2 separate regions of the Rattus norvegicus genome follow, and region 2 is linked to region 1. The links are chromatin contacts, called in public Hi-C maps. All regions are on one chromosome and are shown on one strand. The core of a region is the stretch at or near the end of the contact, and the rest is flanking DNA. Distances in the headings are between cores, read along the strand shown.

Region 1 (3,582 bases), core at 221-2,720:
GGAGGAGGCCTGCAAGAGCTGAGACACTCGGGGCAGACAGCTGTGCAGAGCCAACAGCTTGTACTGAAGCCCAGCTCTAACTGAATGGCACACTTACTCATCGTCTCTCTGCTCACACTGGGCCAAGCAACCTGAGACAGCTTCAGCATCTCCTCGTCCCACAAGAGCCCCCACCCAGGCTTGTACAGAAGATGACAAACGACCAAGTAGAAGCCACAACACGGCAGGGACCCGCTGAAGGGGCCCAGCAGTGTCCGAGCTTAGATGCCTTCACTTCAACCTCTGGAAACCAGGAGTCCAGAGAGCAAACACGCCAAGAGAGTCCGCACTAAGAATCTGCAAACCCACACGCCTCCTGGCTGCCTCAGTCTCCTTCCATCACTGGGGATGATTGCTACTTACTGGAAGTATAAGAATTTATGACAGAAAGCTAATGGGACTCTGCCACTAGGCGGACCCTAAGCTTCACCGCCCCAGGCCCCACCCAGGTGCTTCAGCTACAAAGGGTCGGTTTGGGGGTGAGCCCTAAATCCATCCACCCAGTCAGCATCCCCTCGATCTGGATATTGCAAACTCCAGAGCTCCAACCTAAATCACTCCAAACTCACTGGAAAAGAGCAAAACCAGCCTTGGCCTCCTCAAAGAGGCCGCTAAAACAACGCCTGTGTGGCAAACCTCTAAACTGTCAGTGCCCACCGTCAGGACCAATAAAGTCAGAAGCAAGGAAAGCAGCAGCCATCAGACGCCGGTGCTTTCTTCAGAATGGCTGGGGTAGGGAGAGAGCAAAGGCAATCTAGGGAAAAACATCGCAAGCCAGGTGGAACTTTGGAGAGATTACCCCCGGCCACTCTGGGGACCCGTGTCCTAGCTAATGTGCATGCCTTATTTTTCCCACCCACACTCCTCTCTTGAAGACTGTTCCAGAATAACTTAAGATCACTACAAACAAACAAAACAGCTGTTAAGTTTCCGTTATGAGACAAAGGCCACCTCTCCCACACACACGTTCCCAGGCGACTGCGGGAGTAGAGGCGGGCTGGGTGCTGCCCCGGGGATCGCAGGGCGCCCAGACCTGGGACCCACTAAGGACACAGCCGAGCGCGCCCCGCCTGCGGTGTCCTCCGCCAGTGGGGTCGGGTCTCCAGTCCCGCAGGGAATGCCGAGCTCACTGGTGACCGACGGCCAGGGCGACGCTGCGCGCCCGGGCTACCCCGGGGACTGAGCCGCCAGGGACCCAGACCCCTCCGGACCCCCGCTCCCGCTGCGTCCCAGCCCCGCACGACACCACCAGGGAGACCCTTCCTCCACCCCTCCCGGCACCCAGATCTCCCACTCCCGGGCCCGCGGCGCGCACCGAAGCTCCGGCGCTGTTTGAAGGTCTTCTCGGACGGCATGGCGCGCGGGGGTCCTGGGTCAGACGATCTGGTTCCCGCGACGATCACTTCCCTTGTGTGTCTCCTCAACCCGCAGCCGAGTCAGGTGACTCACGGCGCATCAGCGAGGGTGGGGCCGAGAGCGGCCCGGAGAGAGGCCATGACAGGCGTGGCGGAAGCTCGGCGGCCCGCATGCGTACAAGCGTCCAAGACTTGGTCCTGCGCCTGCGCCTGCGCCTGCGCCGGCTGCGCTGGGCACTCGCTGGTCGAGCATCTATTAGCCATTTCCCCTGGTCGGGTGTTGGTGCAGCGGAGCCCTGCACACCTTATTCCCCCTCAATCCTTGCATGGCCCAGCTGGTGTTCCAGTGCCCGCCCCCTTGCTGATGTATTTGACATTCCTAAATTCAGGCCTCGGTCTTCCCCCCAAAAAAATCTAAAAGCAAAAAACTGACTTGATTCTCGTCTGCCAAATCCTTACGTTTATGGACTCTAAGACGTCTGGAAACTTATGGTTGGATCTGAACTTGCAGCGCCTTCCTTGTGAGTCTTGTGCAGCCACTATCACGAGTATGTATCCCTAAGAGAAGCAAGGTCTGAGGAACTACAGACCCGGAGGGCAAGTTCAATGACGGGTCCTACTTAAGTGTCTAGCCTGTCACTCTCCCCATAAAAGCCCTTTAGTGTATCTGAGCTGCTGATTGTGGAGTCTGAGGGACAAGGCTCACCTAGACTTCCCAGGGTGCTAGCCCATATGTATTCTCATTAACTTCCCACCACCTCTCATACATTTTTTGGTGGGTGGGCAATCAGACTTTGTCCAGGAACTCCAGCAGAGGCCTGATCCATCCAGGATCCACCTTGGAAAGTCCCAGAGGACAGTTCTGTCCGGAGACCTTTATCTCAGCTGTCCCTTCACAGACAGATCCTTCTACCTCAGCTGACCCCTGGGTGGCTTTACCACAGGCATGTCCCTACTTTGACTCCTGCAGGCCCCCCGACTCCATCAGCCTTAGCTGATTACAGCCTAGGACAGGTTTCAGTCTCATCAGACAAGGCCAAGACCAAGGTCCCATCAGCCACCCTTTCACACTTTCTCTGAGACCCAAGCTGCCTGTGAGGCCATGCTGCCTCCCACCTTCCGTTTGTAAGAGCAGGTGACAGGTCTAAAGTTCAAGCCAACCGACAGTATGGAACAGCCACCCCCACCCCCACTGTGATGGCACATTTGAGCCAGCCTTGTGTTTTTACTGACACTGTACTGTCCCTACAGCCCAGACTTCCTCCTTTAACTGGAAACAACATTCTTCACATGATGTTTGTCCAAGAGATCTATCTCCTTATACACCTATGTGAGCAGGAAACGTTCAAAACATATTACTGAAGGGAACCACAGAGGGCCTGCTTGCTTTGCTTTCTTATTGACCTGAGGACTATTGTTTTGTATGAAGCCTCTGGCCTGAGGGGCGAGAGACCAGGCTAAAAGTCAAAATGGAAGCCAGATCTGGTGGCGCACGAGGGCTGTCAGCCTAGCACACTGGAGGCTGAAGCAGGAGTATCAAAAGTCCAAGGCCAAATGGGACACGGTGCCTAGGCTTTTAATCTCAGTGCCCAGAAGGGAGAGGCAGTCTGGTCTGAGTCTGAGGCAGCCTGTTCTGTACAGCACATTCCTACATTGTAAGAACCTGTCTCAAGCAGGGGAGGAGTGAGTCGTGGGGGGAGGGGGGGGAAGTGCTGGTGGGATGGTCCAGTGGTTAAGAACACTGGCTGCTCTAGTTGAGGACCTGGATTTGGTTCTCAGAACCCACTGGAACTCTAGCTCCCAGGGATCTGACACCCTCTTCTGGCCTTCAGGCACCCACATAGTACATATGTACACATACAGGCAAACACTCAAACATGAAATAAAAATCTTAAAAAAAAAAAGGCAACAAAAGTCCAAGGTCACCCTCAGCTACATGATAATTCCTTCTTTTGAGATAGGGTCTCTCTTTGGGACTGTCCTGGATCTCTCTGTAGACCTGCTCTGGCTCTAGAGTGCTGGAATGAAAACTCCAAGCCACCACACCCACTGTAACCTTATCTCAAAAGATAAAAGAATGGATACTCTCTTTTTTTTCGTTTTCTTTTTTTCTTTTTTTTTCGGAGCTGGGGACCGAACCCAGGGCCTTGCAGTTGCTAGGCAAGCGCGCTCTACCACTGACCCAAAT
Region 2 (3,652 bases), core at 471-2,970, 230 kb before region 1:
ATGGCTGCCTTTGAGTCACCCATGTTCCCGTAAAAACAAACAAACGGACAACTCAGTAGTTCAACAAGCTGGACTTGGAATAATTTCTTTGATCTTTACGTTTATCTGTCTGTCTATCTATCTATCTATCTATCTATCTATCTATCTATCTATCTATCTATCTATCATGTTTTTTTGAGACAACATTTCTATGTGTTGCCTTGGCTGTCCTGGAACTCTATAGATCAGGCTGGCCTTGAATTCATACATATCCACCTGTCTCTGCCTCCTGAGTTCTGGGATTCAAGGCTTGCTTTATTAGTGCCCACTTTTATTTTTAATACAATATATTTTGGTCAGATTCTTTCCTCTCACCAAACTCTGCCTAGATAGCCTACCACACACACACACACACACACACACACACACACACACACACACACAGAGAGAGAAAGAGAGAGAGAGAGAGAGAGAGAGAGAGAGAGGCTTTTGGATGGTAAAAATACTTCCTGATTGGCTTCTCCTTTGGGGGTGAGGTAGGGCTGTTGAGGGATGCACACCTCAGATAGGTTCTAACTGAGATGAGCTTTCTGAAGACAATCTCAATTTCAGCTTTGAAAGATATGGAATACAGTCGGGCAGTGGTGCAGAGCCTTTAATCTCAGCACTGGGAAGGCAGGGGTAGGCAGGCAGCTCTCTTGTGAGTTTGAGGCCATTCTGCTCTACAGAGTGAGTTCTATACAGGGAAACCAGGTCTCAAAAAAAAAAAAAAAAAAAAAAGGGAACGCTTCTCGAATTTGCGTGTTATCCATCCTTTTGCAGTGTTATCCATCCTTTTGCAGGGACCATGCTAAAATCTCTGTATCCTTCCAGTGTTAGCTTACCTGCGGCCAAAGCTAGCACATTTCTTTTTGTCTGTCTTCAGGAAAAAAGAAACCACACAACACCATTGTTTTCCTCAAAAGTAATTTTTCTTCTGGAAGAACTAGGTTTATGGAAAAATCTGGAACTGAGTTGGGAGCTCACGCCTCCTCAGAGCTTCAATGATTAGTGGTTGGCCTGATCCAAGGCAGTTTCTTTAAAGGCTGTGCTTTGGCAGCGTTCCCACAGAGAAAGAAAGAAGATTATTTCCTCGTCTATGTGTTCCCTTTGCCAATATTTTGCTTGCCCTTGTCCTTACTTTGAGCCGTTCCTTGATTACAGCTCAAAGACGACACCCTCTAGGCAATGCACATTTTCACACGGCTCTTTCAAACCGCGGTCCTTCTTCCATTCTATTTGAGTCAAACCCAGGGGCATATTTCCCTATCACGTATTTTGCCAGACCATAAATCAAGCACCGTTGGAGTGTAGATACCTATAACCAGCCCGGATATCCCAATGGAAAGACATGTCCAGTGGAGTCACGCCGCCAGAAGGACAAAGGCCTGACAGCTCCTGGCACATTTTACATGGGGTAGGAAAAGGGGCTGCCTTAACTCAGGTCAGGAATCCCTAAGTACATGGAAATTCCTCTGCGGAATGAGACCTCCAGTATCCCACTTCCTCGCGTTTAAAACAAGTCACCCAGAGTTTGCTGGTGTGCTGGGGAGCGGATATATACTAACGCGGCCCGAGACGCGTGGGCCGGCGGACCCTAAGTACTGGTGGAGTCGGTTGCTCCACGGAACATTAGAAAAACGGACAGGAAGTGACGTTCATATAGCGCGCCGCTCGTTTTTGGCCGGACAGAACATCATCATTCATTTTCCTCCCGTTGCCTCTAGGTACCCCTTCAGAACCTGCGCGATGGGCAAGAAGGGAAAGAAAGAGAAGAAGGGCCGCGGCGCGGAGAAGACGGCCGCCAAGATGGAGAAGAAAGTGTCCAAGCGCTCGCGGAAGGAGGAGGTGAGCGGGACCCGGAGGGGCGGGCGTAGAACGCCGAGCGACTGCGAGCGGGAGACCGGGAACGAGGTTGTCCCCCGGGTCCCAGGGTGGTAGGCCTATGCCTAGCCCAGCGCCTTCAGGCTTCGCCTTCTCTACCGGGTCTCTTTGCAGCCCCGAGACTCCTCGTTTACCCCGTCGTTTCCTCTTCTGTTCGGTTCCGCTTGCCTCCCTTACTGTATGTAGAGTGAAGCAGCTTGGTGAGGCTTAGTGGAGGAGAACTGAAGTTGAGTGACTCCTGCTTTGTCCAGGTCTGCGTTTCAGGAATAAAGCCATAACGGTCCTGCGCCTCCGACCTCCCCGCCCCCGCCCCCGCCCCCGCCCCCGCCCCCGCCCCCGCCCCCGCCCCCGCCCCCGCCCCCGCCCCCGCCCCCGCCCCCGCCCCCGCCCCCGCCCCCGCCCCCGCCCCCGCCCCCGCCCCCGCCCCCGCCCCCGCCCCCGCCCCCGCCCCCGCCCCCGCCCCCAAAGGAGAGCAGATTTTCTTCCAGCAGCACTAGGGAGTGAGCCATATGTAGGGGTTGGGGGTTTTCTCTGTTCGTTTTCGAGACAGGGTTTCTCTTGTCTGTCCTGGAACTCACTCTGTAGACCAGGTTGACCTAGAACCCAGAGAACTCCCGTTGCTTCTGCCTCCCGAGTGCTGGAATTGAAGGCATGTGTCCCCATTAGCAGGTGGTATAAGTAGAACTTAGTAATCAAACAAGTCGCTGGAACTGTGTAGTGTTTCAGAAGAGTTGGTTGGGACCCTCACCGTCATATTCTTTTTTTTTTTTTTTTTGGTTCTTTTTTTCGGAGCTGGGGACCGAACCCAGGGCTTTGCGCTTCCTAGGTAAGCGCTCTACCACTGAGCTAAATCCCCAGCCCCTCACCGTCATATTCTTATAGGCATCCATTATTACATGAGCTACAGGTAGATCCATGCCGAACTTCGGGCTAAGTGTCTTTCCGACCTAAGAGACTATGGAGGCAGCTATGATGACTGAGGTTTGCTCAGTGGTCTGCCAGGCACAGGACTTCCTGGGCTCCCATCCTCATAATCTTGGAAGAAGGAACCTCAGTTGAGGAAATACCTCCGTAAGATTGGCTGGAACGGAGCTGGAGAGATGGCTCAGTTGTTAGGAGTATATGTTGCTCTTCCAGAGGATCCAGGCTTTATTCTATGCACCCACCTTGGAACTCAGGGCTGTCTGGCCTTTGTGGGCACCAGGCACACACATGGCCCACAGACACACATTCAGGCAAGACACCTACACACATGGAATAATGCATTTTTTTTCGGAGCTGGGGACCGAACCCAGGGCTTTGTGCTTGCTAGGCAAGCGCTCTACCACTGAGCTAAATCCCCAACCCTGGAATAATGCATTTTTAAAAACCTGCTTCGGGGTTGGGGATTTAGCTCAGCGGTAAAGCACTTGCCTAGCAAGCGCAAGGCCCTGGGTTCGGTCCCCAGCTCCGAAAAAAAGAAAAAAGAAAAAAAAAAAAAACCTGCTTCTAGGCAAATTGGTGGGGGTTTTGTCTTGATTAGTGATATTGGAGGATCCAGCCCATACCTAGGTGGGAGGCACTGGGACGTTAGGAAAGTAAGCTGAACAAGCTACAGACAAGTAGATAGTAAGCAGCTTTCCTCCTTTGTCTCTGCTTCATTTCCTGGCCCCAGGTTCCTGCTCTAACCTCCTTTCATGAAGGAGTGTAAACCGTGGAATGAGGTAAATCCTCTCCTTCCCAGTTGCTTTTGATCACAGCAATGGGAAGC

Evidence for each region. A called contact is a pair of places that touch in the nucleus more often than the background predicts.
Region 2: a contact with region 1 is called in a Hi-C map of liver, with 4 times the contacts expected there. The contact joins the promoter of Klhdc4 here to the promoter of Map1lc3b in region 1. A contact is called at or near these places in 5 of 12 Hi-C or Micro-C datasets (Schwann cells, kidney, liver and 1 more) and 1 of 1 datasets of contacts at active chromatin or transcription factors (oligodendrocytes).

What each region holds. Positions count from the first base shown.
Region 1 is chr19:66,572,483-66,576,064 of GRCr8, reverse strand. Map1lc3b (microtubule-associated protein 1 light chain 3 beta) reads right to left here and starts at 1,470. Exons shown (of 4, transcript NM_022867.2): 1 at 1,355-1,470. The coding sequence starts at 1,394.
Region 2 is chr19:66,800,639-66,804,290 of GRCr8, reverse strand. Klhdc4 (kelch domain containing 4) reads left to right here and starts at 1,720. Exons shown (of 12, transcript NM_001427547.1): 1 at 1,720-1,866. The coding sequence starts at 1,768.